Linked DNA regions of Mus musculus: region 2 is linked to region 1. Evidence: chromatin contacts called from public HiChIP or PLAC-seq data. All regions are on one chromosome and are shown on one strand. Each heading gives the region's core, a stretch centred on a gene start, on an enhancer-like site or on the middle of the called end of the contact. The rest is flanking DNA. Distances are from core to core; before and after follow the strand shown.

Evidence for each region. HiChIP or PLAC-seq counts read pairs in DNA pulled down with a chosen protein or histone mark.
Region 2: a contact with region 1 is called in a BATF HiChIP or PLAC-seq map of CD8 T cells, with 7 read pairs. The contact joins two enhancer-like sites. A contact is called at or near these places in 4 of 484 Hi-C or Micro-C datasets (B cells, the CH12 cell line and Th1 cells) and 2 of 115 datasets of contacts at active chromatin or transcription factors (CD8 T cells and effector CD8 T cells).

What each region holds. Positions count from the first base shown.
Region 1 is chr15:62,166,564-62,173,554 of GRCm38.p6, forward strand. All of the region lies in intron 1 of Pvt1 (Pvt1 oncogene), which reads left to right. Among named protein-coding and RNA genes, the nearest start is that of Pvt1, 130 kb to the left of the region's middle. Within about 2 kb of position 2,923, at least 65 of the 459 cell types and tissues checked have an H3K27ac peak or open chromatin away from gene starts, as enhancers often do. A contact at or near this core is called in CD8 T cells, where this site is marked.
Region 2 is chr15:62,362,996-62,369,986 of GRCm38.p6, forward strand. No RefSeq gene overlaps it. Among named protein-coding and RNA genes, the nearest start is that of Gm41333, 300 kb to the right of the region's middle. Within about 2 kb of position 3,991, at least 5 of the 459 cell types and tissues checked have an H3K27ac peak or open chromatin away from gene starts, as enhancers often do. A contact at or near this core is called in CD8 T cells, where this site is marked.

The DNA of each region.
Region 1 (6,991 bases), core at 1,673-4,172:
CCCTCAACCCTCTGACATAAACTTAGGCCTTATCCATGTGACTAACTGGCTAAATGAAAGATGTGTTGCTAACAGTGCGCTACGTCTCTGTAGTAGCCTCATCACTCTGGAATCTCCAGAAAAGACTTTCTGAGGATGTGTGGAACCCTAGGGATTTGTGGCATACACTTGGAAAGCACACCAGGAGAGACCTGTAACCTGGGATCTTGAGGACCCTAGCATCCACTTACTGCATTATGTTGAAGGCAATCCACACAGATTGTTCTATGTTTAGTTTTCATTGAATCATTTAAGGTGCTTGAGTCTGTGCCCCATGTTCCTGAAAGGCCACAATCTCAGAGGCAAACTTCACTCTGTATACCTGATGCTACACAGGAAGGAAGTAGCGAGAACTCTGCCTAAATTCTGAGCTATACTGCCTCCCTGCGATATGCGTCGTCTGCTACCTGATACTGACATCAAGGTCTGCCCTGGACTTTGGTTCTTTGAACTGTCCCCCCTGACTGCCACCTCTGGCCCTGGCATTTGGCTAGTGAGGTGCTCCCAGCTCAGGGATATGCTATAATAATAAGCTAAAGGCAGCAATGGATTCTGGAACACCCTTCTCGTTTAGCTCTGTGTATCACCTGTTTCCTAATTGCCTCAAGCAAACATCACCCTCTCTCACTGTCCTCACCGACCGTTGTCTGCACAAGCCCCAAGCTCTTCTCATTTCCCTTTCTCGATAGCCCATGTATCTCAAGTATTATCCTCAGAAAGGAGGTCAGTTGGACTCTAGGATCTTAACTAAAGGAGGTCCTCCAAGTGTCCGTACCTTTTCAATGGGGAGACTGAAGCTAGGGTCTGGATTTTTCCCAAGGCTGGTTCTGCTTCTCCTATGGCTATCTTCTCAGAATGAAGAAGCTCCTGGTTGCCTCCGAGGCTCTTTCTACTTCACGACCATGGAAGCCAAGGCACCCAAAGCAACTGTGGACTGCTCAAGGGGTGGCTAATTTGGGAAATCTCACATCAGTTCTGAAGCTCGGGTTGCCAGCTGTCATCTCCTTGATTCCAGGAGCTTGAGAGTTTCTCATCACTATAGGAATGAGGATTTAGACCATAGTGATGTGTTGGTGGCCTTCTGTGACCTCTCCACAGGGACCGCAGGAACACCATGGTTCACTGATCTAGTAATGAAGGCTATGGCTGTGGAATTCTTCCACACTTTGCATTTTTGGACTGTCGTGTGAAGCATGTGTCCTGTTCATTGGATAGCAAAGTAAAGGCCTGGTTTATTAACCCAGTGTCCTTGTACATCTTCCTCGCTCCTTCTTTCAAATCATGTAAATCACACATGCCTCCTCCAGGAAGTTTTTCAGGAGTTCTTTAGTTGTTATCTTTGCCATTAAATCCTACACATTATACAACCAAAGGTTCACCAAGCTTTGCACACTGAGTGTCAAATCACTGTGGTTGGTCGTTTATGCTATAGCAGGTTCAGCTGACTTCCTTGTTCAACAAATATATGATTACATTACATTCTGTCCATCCAATCATCATCTAATCACATGAGGAACGTTTTGCTTATGCTATTTCATGAATAGTGTGCTGGGGGAACAAAGATAGACCATGTATGACTCTAATGGCCTAGGACTTAGGCACACACTGCAACAAACATGAAGATCTGAACCTTTTTCATAGCTCCTGCTCATTAGTCATAGTTGTGAGCCTTGAATCCCATACTCTTGTCGATGCATTGTTTCCTCATCTATAGGGATGTTACCTGCCTTACTAGAGCTTTTATGTGATAACACAGAGCCTTGAGAATCCATCATTAAAAACAAAACAAAACAAAAACCCAAATAAACAAAGTAAAAAAACAAACAAAACAAAACAAAAACAAATAAAAAACTACCCTCGTTGGCCTGTAACTTTCCATCTAACCCAGGCTAGCCTGAATTACTAATCGTCATATCTCAGTTGCCTGAATGCTGGGGTTACAGGCCTGGGCCACCACAGATGGGTCATGAGATCCTGCATCTTACATGCTGAATTTTTCTCTGAGGCAGGTATCAGTGTGTAGGTTAATAAGCAGGATGCTTACTCTGGAGTACATTGGGATCAACAATTGTGAAACGCATGGAAGGAATCAGGATTGGAAGGAGCCATCAAGCTGTGAAGGTGTCTGAGCATAGCATAGCCTCAGAGAGAGCTCTGCATAGACCACACTAGAATGCTCTTTGAGAACTGTCCTGAATTGTGGTGGCATGACGGTTGATCAGTGACAATGTAGCTTTGCCTGGAAGGATACTTGAGTCTGACCCTGTTCAGCTAAAGTTGTCTCCAAAGAAGCTGGCAGCTGAGTGTCAGTTGGTTGTACCAAGCAACTGTTTTTAATGATGGATGCATGGTACCTAGCACAAAATAAGCAATCAGTATTTAGGGAATGTTTTCACCCAAGCACTATTCATTCAGCAAGTGGTTACTATTTGGACAATGTTCTACTACTGAGCTCCTTATACGAGTCGTGCACCATGGCTACAAATAGGAAGTTTATAATATGAGGTAGGTTCAACACTGGCTTCCTGGAAGAGTAGACCTGGAGATGTGACTTCCTGGATCATGGGCCCTGGGACTCGGTATTTCCTTGTCTTTCTAGAAGATCATTTCTTGAGATGAGGTGCGAGGTGTCTCAGGGGTGGGACTCTCCATCACGGCCCACCTGATGGTGCACCTGTGCACCACGGGAAACTCCCTGCTAAACTTACATTAACTGTTTGAATTCCCAGTAGCTTGGAACTTCCCCAGGGGTCCCATTGGCTCTGTGACTTTCCATCACTTAAGTAATTGGAGGATGGAGCCGAATGGAAATAATCTATACGCTTTCTTCTGTGAGTCACCAAAAACTACAGCCCAGAGTGTGTGTAACTGCTTGACTTACTTTTCCTGTATGCAAATGAGCTGTCATTACAGTTCAGTAAGTAGAGACTCTACAGAGTGAACATGAGACCATTATAGTTTCTATTTGAAAAAGACAGAGATAGCTTGGTACAACTGTCTGCCTTGGCAAGAGCCCTTGGTAGAAAGTGCTTTTGGGTTGGGACCTTACAACTCTTTGGGAAGTGTTTGTTGGTACACTCTGGCCCCATTTTCCAGCTCTTGCCTTGACCAAGACATAGCAGGAAGTAGATGATCTCTAGTGTGGGGTAGGTTGTTTTTATCTCCACAAGTCACCCAGGTGATCAGAGAAGCTTTCCGGAAAGCAATGGCTTTGATGTTCTGGGTGACAAGCTGTGAGTGTGCGGCAGGAAAGGAGGGTTTTGAGGTTGGAGAAATGAAACTACTTTGGGTGGTGACTTCATCACTTGACACCCCTATGGTAGGAAGGTTCTTATAAAAGAAAGGTGAATGCAAGGGTAGGTATGAAAAGGAAAGTTTGAGGTGGACAACAGTGAGATGACGGGCTTCTCATGGTTCAGGGAAATCTACCGGCACCATCGACCTTCTAGGACCCTTCTTCCTCCCACACTTCACCGAATCCTCAGTTTCACCAGTGACCATGTTTACACCTGTTATCTGCTCCATTCTTCGCACATGATGTTACCCTGACCCCATGTGTGCCTACTGCTCAGGGAGCTTGGCTTAGAAACCAGAGTTCTTGGGACAAATAGCCTTTCTCCATAGAATCATAGTGGCCCTCACTGACCTGAGAGCATCCCGTCTTCCAGTTCCCAGTTTGTAGAAGCTATACCTTCCCCTACCCCTCCGAGCTTCTCCTCTGTGGAGCCCCAATGTTCTGTTCATGGCTCTTCTGAGCCTTGGCTTCTTAAGCCCTAACTGGGACTGATAGCAGTCCCTGCCATTCTCTTTAGGTCACCGCTGTGCAGAGGAAAGGCTTCACACACTGCCTGAGTTGCATTTCTTGAGGGTGTTTTTCCTCGATGGCTTTTTTTTTTTTTTTTTAGCTGTGCTGGGGAGTCAAGGATATATGACCTCACCAATTAGTGATCAAATCTTTGACACCCTTAGGTGTTACCCAGGATACTAGTTTAGCCATTTGGAACCAGGTGTGTCTAACCTGTGGCCAATAGGCCACTTGAGTCTTACGATAGCTGTTAATGCAGTTCACTACTTTCATAGATGACACTATCATATCGCAATAGCAAAAGGTTGGACAGCTCTGTAAGATTTAGCCCATCTATCTTCTGAAAACAGGAATATGTGCAAGGAATGAGTGACTGCTGTGTGCCAGGGAAGAAACATGATGCTGCGTGGGACTGATTACTGCTTCGTGCTCAGTGCTGGCTCACACAGTAATGTGTTCATTTCTTTGGTGTTTTGTTGTTGTTGTTGTTATTGGTTTTTATTTGCTTGTTTTTGTTTTTTGTTTTTGTTTTGTCCCTCTTTTGTATTTAAAACAAAGCAAACATCTTGGTCTATTTATTTCTTTTCAAGCCCCTTTTCAGTAAGTGTCTAAGTCTCCAAGTGCTTGAGGCTTAGTAACTTATAAAGCAAAGATGCTTGTTTAGGTTTGTGTTTCTGGGCTTTGGGAAGTTAGTTCATGGTTGGGCAACTGCATCTGCCTTACAATATGGCAGAAGTCGGAAGGCGGAGAGGGTGCAGTGGGAAGAGATAGTAGAGTGAGAACAGCCTTGCTTGTAACTACCAAGCACTGGGATAGCAAACACTCACCATGGTAAGAATTAACCCAGTTCTCTAAGAAAGCTCCTTACTAAGCAGGAGGATCAATGAGTGACAGCAGTTAGACACTGAGAATAACAAAATGCTTATCAAGCCCCTACTGTGAGCTGGGGCTGTATTGTGTTGACTTCCTCAGCATCCAAGAAGGTAACCACGGCTGCTATCTATCTTTGAATACAAGTCAGGGTCAGAGAACCGAAGAGATACTTGCTACTTACTGGGACTCTCATTTTGACCCCTGGCAGCCAGTGTCCTGAGATTGTCCCTGATGCTTTCATGCTTAGCCTTGATGGATTTCATAGAATTCAGCAAGGATGGGAGCCAGGTTGGGCCAACCCTCCTGGAACCATCCAGCTGTATCTGTATTCGATCTTTTTCAGGGCCTTCTTTGGGGAGAGCAAATACCCTCTGACATCACACCTGTGCTCAGAAACGTCTTGGTTGAACAGCCAGGTATTTGGCTTTCCTCAGCTGCTACAGGTGCCCCAGTCTACCGGCCCGATCTATTTGCAGTGGTCAGATGGTGTTTGGATGGATTCCTGAGAAATCCATCCATGGTCACTTATTTTCTAGCAGGCTCATTGTTTCCTGCTCAGTGTGTAAGATCTGCTACCCATGGCTGACTGATCGTGGCAACATCTGTGCGGCCATTTGGCCTCACGGTCCGAGTAAACAACCAGCTGCCCCAGATGAGGAAGCTAAATTACTGAGAACAGAACTGGTGAGCCTCTGTTGTGATGGATTGTGTCTCCCATCTCCATCCTTTAATGATGGACCCCCTGCCTTACCCAGGCACTGCTTATCTTTGTTGAAGCTCCTTTGCCATTGTATATTCCCCCCCCACCCCCCCCTTGCTGCAAAGAAGATTACATGGCCCTACCTTTGGCCTTATGATGTGGAGAAGAGGATGAGGGACCTGAGCATACTTGGAATTCTGCTGCAGATACCAAAGCCAAAGGGCTAAGGAGTGGGCTTCCAATCAGCCTTCTTGTCTCTTAATTCTTAAGGATCTTGGGTGGCCTGGATCTGCCTGTCACAGATACTGAGTCCTTTGTTTTGCCTAGTCACAGAAAGTATGACATAAACTTTGGGTCCCAGCAGTTGACATTTTGCGATGCCTAAAGGCCTTTAGCAGACCCATGGTTTGCTTGGCCATGTCAGATGTCAGGGAGCAAGCTACTGTCCTATTCTTGGGGACAGTGTTGGCAGTGATATGACAAGGGAACCTGAGCAGCAGCATCTGCAGCAGGCTGACCCCCTCCCTACCCTCTTCCTTCTGCTGGGTTGCCTGAGGGACTTCTGAACAGATATCCTCAAAGTGGACAGATGAGTCCTGTCACCCTGTGTGCACATGTCTCTTATCCCTAGCTCATCTCTGTGGAAGGGTAGGAATCTGTGACTCTACAAGTTCTATGTGTGACAGTAAGATTGAGACTTTTCTACTCTTCACTGAGCCCCTGGGACTCCCCTCCCCCCATGCTCTTGGAAGAAACTTAGAAACTTTAATTTCCTAATTTTCATAGAACATCACTCCTTATGTATGATCAAAAACATCAATTAAAAACACTCAACAGTTTGACTGCCTTGGGAAGAGGTCCTTGTGTTTTTTTTCCTCTGTCAGGAGCTAGTATGTGGTCTTTACTGTGTCCTTGCCCTTCTCCTATTGCCAAGGAGACAGAGAGCCAACTTAGAAACCAACAACTCAGCCATACTGATTTATTGTTCACTGTTGGATGGCTTCCTTCAAATGTCTCATTTGGTCTTGCTATTGCATATTGCTGCCACCTACCCATTCCACAGATGAGCAAACTAAGCCTGTGTACTCTCCTCCATGGGTAATGTGATGCAGTAAGAAGGGGGCCGACCTTTGGGGTTTTAAAATCCTGTTAGGAGTCAATGAAGAAGTCTAAAGCTTGTAGTAGCTGACATGTCTAAGTGCTTTGAACTCTGCTAAGACTCACTTTATACCCAGAATACTGCTGAAAAAAAGACAGAGACTCAGAGAGCTGAAATTTTTGATGAGGTGCCTCCAGAGAAGGGACTTGCAGATCGGTAATGGTGGGCTGCCCTCTGAGGGGTCTGATAAGAAGAGCTCACCAACATCCAGGAAGCTATGCGCTCGGCCTTTTAGGGTCACAAAGTGATTGCAGTGTGACACTCAGACTAGAAGTGCTTTCCTGGTATAAATGGCAGTGATGTGTGGGTGGCCACTTGCTGAGTACAGAGGTGCTGGGGACAGGAGGGCATCTTTCTGAGTCCACCACTAGTCAGCAGGACTTTCTGGGGAGGGGAATTCACCTGCATCTGCTGG
Region 2 (6,991 bases), core at 2,741-5,240, 200 kb after region 1:
AAAACAGTATTAAAAAAACAAAAAACAAAAAACAACCTTTAGGGATCCCAGTGTTCCTTCAGAATTGATTTTGACCCAGTAGAGTTACATTCTAAATAACTTTCATGCCAAACTAAGTTAAGAGGAGTGATTAGACAGCTTAAAATAGTTTTTTAAAACTAGTTTTCCTGTTAAGAGGAAGAAGTGCTGTGTATCCTATGACTTGAGAATGATTTTTAAGCTGCTGATGTTTCTTCCTCCTCCTCTTCTCCTTTTCCTCCTTCCTCCTCCTCCTTCTCCCTCCCCCTTTTCCTTCCTTCTTCTTCCTCCCCCTCTTCCTCTGTTTTATTCTTCCCCTTTCTGTACCCCTCTTCTTTTTTTAAATGCATGGGGTTATAAGCAGGTATCTCTAGGGATGTTCATGCACCATAGAGCTGTAAAGAAATACCAAAAATAAGATCTAGAGCACTGGTTCTCAACTTGTGGGTCCTGATCCCTTTAGGGTTGAATGGTCCTTTCACAGGGATCACCTAAAACCATTGGGAAACACAGATATTTATATTATAATTCATAACAGCAACAAAATTACAGTTATAAAGTAGCAACTAAAATAACTTTATGGTTGAGGGTCACCACAACATGAGGAACTGTATTAAAGGGTCACAGCTGTAGGAAGGTGGAGAACCATTGTAGAGGATATAAAATATGAACACATTATTGTATTACTAATAAACCACTGCAAATTCTAACATGTATTAAATATTCATTGTATGTTAACCTGTGTAGGTGGAATATACAAGGTCCATAATATCCCAGTGAAGGTAAATTATTATCCTTATTTTAAGGATGATAGAATGAGGAGCCAATGTGATAGATCGTATTACAAACACAAGGCCCTGAGCTCAGTCCCCCAGAAGAAAAAGCCAGATATTATGGCACATGCTTATCATCCAGTGCTAGAGAGATGGAGACAGGTGGAAGCTGGGGTCTCACTCTTTAGTCAGACTAGCATTTTTCAGGACAGAGGGAAATCTTGACTCAAAAAGCAAGGTTGGAGAGCACCCAATATTATTCTCCACCATTTGTCAACACAAGCACAAAGGCATGCTCCAGAATGCACATACATGAATGCCCATCCCCCACATAATCCCACAAGAACGAAATGAGCTGAGTGGAGTGATATATACCTGTAATGCTACTTTGAGCTACATTATTGACTTAAGTATGGGCACTGTAATGGGAGCAGAGAAAACAAAAACCAAAACCCAAAAAGAGAGAATGAGACTGAGAAGGCAAATATAATTTTCTCAAGATCAGAGAGGGAGGAAATCATTGAGTTCATGTACAGAGGCACACACAGATATTTATGGGCAAGCATCTCATCAAAGCATTGCCTATAGTAATAGAGTCTGGAGACCATCCAAATTCTGAACACTTAGAAATGGCCTCAGTGGCCAGGCCAAAAATGGAAAAGGGCAAACAAAACACAAAGAAGAAGGAAATCGCTCCAAACCCCAGTTTTTTAAATAACCATAAGGAGATGTCAGTGCGTATCTTTGGAAATCTTTTCTATCTGAACCAAACTTGGAGTCATACTGGATATATTACCTTGAAGTCACGCTTTTTATTTTTATTTTTTATAGAGAACACCACACACTGTTTTCAAGTCATTAAGTATACTATTTATTTTAACAACTCCATGGTATTATCTTATTAATATATATTATATCTTACTACAAATCTTTTTATCATTGAATCTACTATCTTTTAACTATTATTTAATGATACCGCTACTGTCCCTAATTCATCATACCCAGGAAGTAACTCTGACTCTCTAGGGCCTTTTGCCATGTGTTGGTACCAACTATGCCCACGTAGTCACTGTGGTGGTTTGAAGAATTGTCCTATAGACTCATGTGTTTAATGCTTGGCTCATAAGGAGTTGCACTATTAGGAGGTACGGCTTTGTTGGAGGAAGTGCGTCATTGTGGAGGTGGGCTTTGGGGCTTCATTTATGCTCAAGCTAGGACTACTCTCAGTCTCTTTCTGCTGTCTGTTGGTCAAGATGTAGGACTCTCACCTCCTCCAGCACCATGTCTGCCTGCATGCTTCTTGAAATGATGATAATAGACCAAGCCTCTAAACTCTAAGCCAGCCACAATCAAATATTTTCTTTTTTAAGAGTTACAGTGGTCCAGGTGTCTCTTCACAGCAAACCCCAAGACAGTCACCAATCCTGGATAGTATACAAAGAAGTATATTTAGAAGTGAAATTGGAGGTCTCAAAAAGCAATCTCTCTTACTGTATTTTATCTTTTACATAATCATACATTGTATTTCACTAAAACTCTGCAAAGAGAACTTTTTTTTTAATTAGACATTTTCTTTATTTACATTTCGAATTTTATCACCTTTCCTAGTTTTCCCTCTGAAAATCCCTATCCCTTCCCCCCTTCTCCTGCTCCTCAACACACCCACTCCCATTCCTGGTCCTGGCATTCCCCTAATACTGGGGCATAGAACCTTCACAGGACCAAGGGCCTCTGCAAGGAGAACTTCTCTGGAGTGGCTTTATAACCTGCCATAGGGTTTCTATTGCTGTGAAGAGACACCATGACGGAGGTAACTCTTATAAAGTAAAACATTTAATTGGGGCTTACTTAAAAGTACACAGGTTTAGACTATTGTCATCATGGTGAGAAGCATGGTGACAGATAGGCAGACAAGGTACTAGAGAGGTATCTGAGAACCCTGTATCTGGGTCAGCAGACAGCAGAAGCAAGAGAGATCCTGCTCCCAGTTTGAGCATTTGAAACCCCAAAGTCCACCCTCAGTGACACGCAGTTCCTCCAACAAGACCACATCTACACCAACAAGGACATCCTATTAGTGCCACTCTCTAATGACCAACTCATTAAATATATGAGCCTAGGGAGGTCATGTCTATTCAGAACACCACATAACTCTACATGACTGTACCATGCCTTGTTATTTAATTGGATGATCAGTAAGTGAAACAGGAATAAAGGAAGGCAATGTAATATATCCAGCATTGAAAAATTAAAAATAATTAAAATACTAGTTCTAAAAATATTGACAACAATTAAAAGGAAAAGAGAAAAAGAAATGTCCATAAGTAATGATAGAGAAAAAGTAGCAGATTTGATAAAAATATGTGATAGAATGCTAGCTATTTTGGTAGTGTAAGCCTGGGAGAATTTAAAAATATGATTTTTTTGAGAGGCTAAGGTATAGTTGTATTATTTGCTAAATTTCCCACAATATTTTAGGAAAGATGGTAAATACATGAATTTCATTTGCCAACATATTTCCAACTCTGAGCTGATTTTGTTAGATAATGGTATGCACAGGTGTTTTTCTTAGACAAGATACTTTCAGTATTTCTCTATAGCCAGAAAGCAGTGAATTCTTAGAACCATCCAATGAAGTTAGTATTGCTTTTGTTTCAGTTTTACCACACTATGGCCCTTAGATACTCAGTAGCTTGCTTATGGTAACCAGCTAGGAAATATCAAGGTTACGATTTGTGGTAAGTTTCTGGACTTCAAAGTTCATGTGTCTTCTGACTAAGTATTAAAATGGTTATAGACTCAGTAAAAAAAAATTAGTTCATTAACTGAAAACTTTTAAATACTCTCAAGAGACTTAAACTATTACCTTTGAATCAGCGATTACATTTATGAAGTAGCACGGGGAGGAAGTGTGTGGCGATTGCTTCATGTCATCTCTTTGCTCTAATAACCTATAAACTTAGGCTTAACCTGTAGATTCTTTTTTTCTACAGAAAATGCTTCTCCACTTCCCCTCCACTCATGTACGCATCCTATTCTGGTTCCTAAAAGTTTTGTGTTCAAATTTCCAGTGTAAGATTTAGCTGAATGGTGCTGTGTTTCCTGTAGAAAATGTTTCACCAACATTCATGTGTTCTGTGTTCATGTGGTATAGTGGCCACTACATATGCATTTACATTTTTCTTCAATGAGAGCCTTTGTTATTCCTTTACTACAAACATTCTTTAAAAAACCCCAAACCCCAAAATGAGCATTGCAATTTACTGCTGCTATAGAAACGTGCAAATTCAATGTCTGTGGTCGCCCAACTCTTCCTGCAGAAGGTTTGCTTTCTTAAAATCAAGCAAATATTTAATTTGTCACATGTATAAGGCAAGTGTTGTTATAACTTCATTGTGCCATATTTAGTGTCATGACAGTAGCGACAGAATTTTTCTTATGGCTTTTGATAGGCTTTTTTGGTCTGTTGTCTTGAAACCTATCTGACAACAAATACAATACGTTGTTATCATGGTGGGATGGGCACATCTTGTTTCTTTTTTGAAACAGTAGTAATTTGTTCTTTATTTTCTTGTCATGCAGAAATTATGATCCTTTATTAAATTCATGTTTTTCACCCCAGCCACTCTCTCTTTTTTTTTTTTTTGGCAGTATTATTTCACCATTTTTTTTAATTCGGTATTTTCCTTGTTTACATTTTCAATGCTATCCCAAAAGTCCCCCATACCCTCCCCCACCCCCCAACCCCCTACCCACCCACTCCCCCTTTTTGGCCCTGGTGTTCCCCTGTACTGGGGCATATAAAGTTTGCAAGTCCAGTGGGCCTCTCTTTGCAGTGATGGCCAACTAGGCCATCTTTTGATACATATGCAGCTAAAGACAAGAGCTCCCGGGTACTGGTTAGTTCATATTGTTGTTCCACCTATAGGGTTGCAGTTCCCTTTAGCTCCTTGGGTAATTTCTCTAGCTCCTCCATTGGGGGGCTGTGTGACCCATCCAATAGCTGACTGTGAGCATCCACTTCTGTGTTTGCTAGGCCCTGGCATAGTCTCACAAGAGAGAGCTTTATCTGGGTCCTTTCAGCAAAATCTTGCTAGTATATACAATGGTGTCAGCATTTGGAAACTGATTATGGGATGGAACCCTGGATATGGCAGGCTCTAGATAGTCCATCCTTTTGACACAGCTCCAAGCTTTGTCTCTGTAACTCCTTCCATGGGTGTTTTGTTCCCAATTCTAAGAAGGGGCAAAGTGTCCACACTTTGGTCTTCATTCTTCTTGAGTTTCATGCGTTTAGCAAATTGTATCTTATATCTTGGGTATCCTAAGTTTCTGGGCTAATATCCACTTATCAGTGAGTACATATTGTGCGAGTTCCTTTGTGATTGGGTTACGTCACTCAGGATGATATCCTCCAGGTCCATCCATTTGCCTAGGAATTTCATAAATTCATTTTTTAAAATAGCTGAGTAGTATTCCATTGTGTAAATGTACCACATTTTCTGTATCCATTCCTCTGTTGAGGGGCATCTGGGTTCTTTCCAGCTTCTGGCTATTATAAACAAGGCTGCTATGAACATAGTGGAGCATGTGTTCTTCTTACCAGTTGGGACATCTTCTGGATATATGCCCAGGAGAGGTATTGCAGGATCCTCCGGTAGTACTATGTCCAATTTTCTGAGGAACCGCCAGACTGATTTCCAGAGTGGTTGTACAAGCCTGCAATCCCACCAACAATGCAGGAGTGTTCCCCTTTCTCCACATCCTCGCCAACATCTGCTGTCACCTGAGTTTTTGATCTTAGCCATTCTGACTGGAGTGAAGTGGAATCTCAGTGTTGTTTTGATTTGCATTTCTCTGATGATTAAGGATGTTGAACACTTTTTCAGGTGCTTCTCTGCCATTCGGTATTCCTCAGGTGAGAATTCTTTGTTCAGCTCTGAGCCCCATTTTTTAATGGGGTTATTTGATTTTTTGGAGTCCACCTTCTTGAATTCTTTATATATATTGGATATTAGTCCCCTATCCGATTTGGGATAGATAGGTAAAGATCTTTTCCCAATCTGTTGGTGGCCTTTTTGTTCTTATTGACGGTGTCTTTTGCTTTGCAGAAGCTTTGCAATTTTATGAGGTCCCATTTATCGATTCGTGATCTTACAGCACAAGCCATTGCTGTTCTATTCAGGAATTTTTCCCCTGTACCCATATCTTCAAGGCTTTCCCCTACTTTCTCCTCTATAAATTTCAGTGTCTCTGGTTTTATGTGGAGTTCCTTAATCCACTTAGATTTGACCTTAGTACAAGGAGATAGAAATGGACCAATTCGCAATCTTCTACATGATAACCGCCAGTTGTGCCAGCACCAATTGTTGAAAATGCTGTCTTTTTTCCACTGGATGGTTTTAGCTCCCTTGTCAAAGATCAAGTGACCATAGGTGTGTGGTTTCATCTCTGGGTCTTCAATTCTGTTCCATTGGTCTACTTGTCTGTCACTATACCAGTACCGTGCAGTTTTGATCACAATTGCTCTGTAGTACAGTTTTAGGTCCGGCATGGTGATTCCACCAGAGGTTCTTTTATCCTTGAGAAGAGTTTTTGCTATCCTCGGTTTTTTGTTATTCCAGATGAATCTGCCGATTGCCCGTTCTAATTCGTTGAAGAATTGAGTTGGAATTTTGATGGGGATTGCATTGAATCTGTAGATTGCTTTTGGCAAGATGGCCATTTTTACAATGTTGATCCTGCCAATCCATGAGCATGGGAGATCTTTCCATCTTCTGAGATCTTCTTTAATTTCTTTCTTTAGAGACTTGAAGTTCTTATCATACAGATCTTTCACTTCCTTAGTTAGAGTCACGCCAAGGTATTTTATATTATTTGTGACTTTTGAGAAGGGTGTTGTTTCCCTAATTTCTTTCTCAGCCTGTTTATCCTTTGTGTACAGAAAGGCCATTGACTTGTTTGAGTTAATTTTATATCCAGCTACTTTATTGAAGCTGTTTATCAGGCTTAGGAGTTTTCTGGTGGAATTTTTAGGGTCACTTATATATACTATCATATCATCTGCAAAAAGTGATATTTTGACTTCTTCCTTTCCAATTTGTATCCCCTTGATCTCCTTTTGTTGTCTAATTGCTCTGGCTAGGACTTCAAGTACCATGTTGAATAGGTAGGGCGAGAGTGGACAGCCTTGTCTAGTC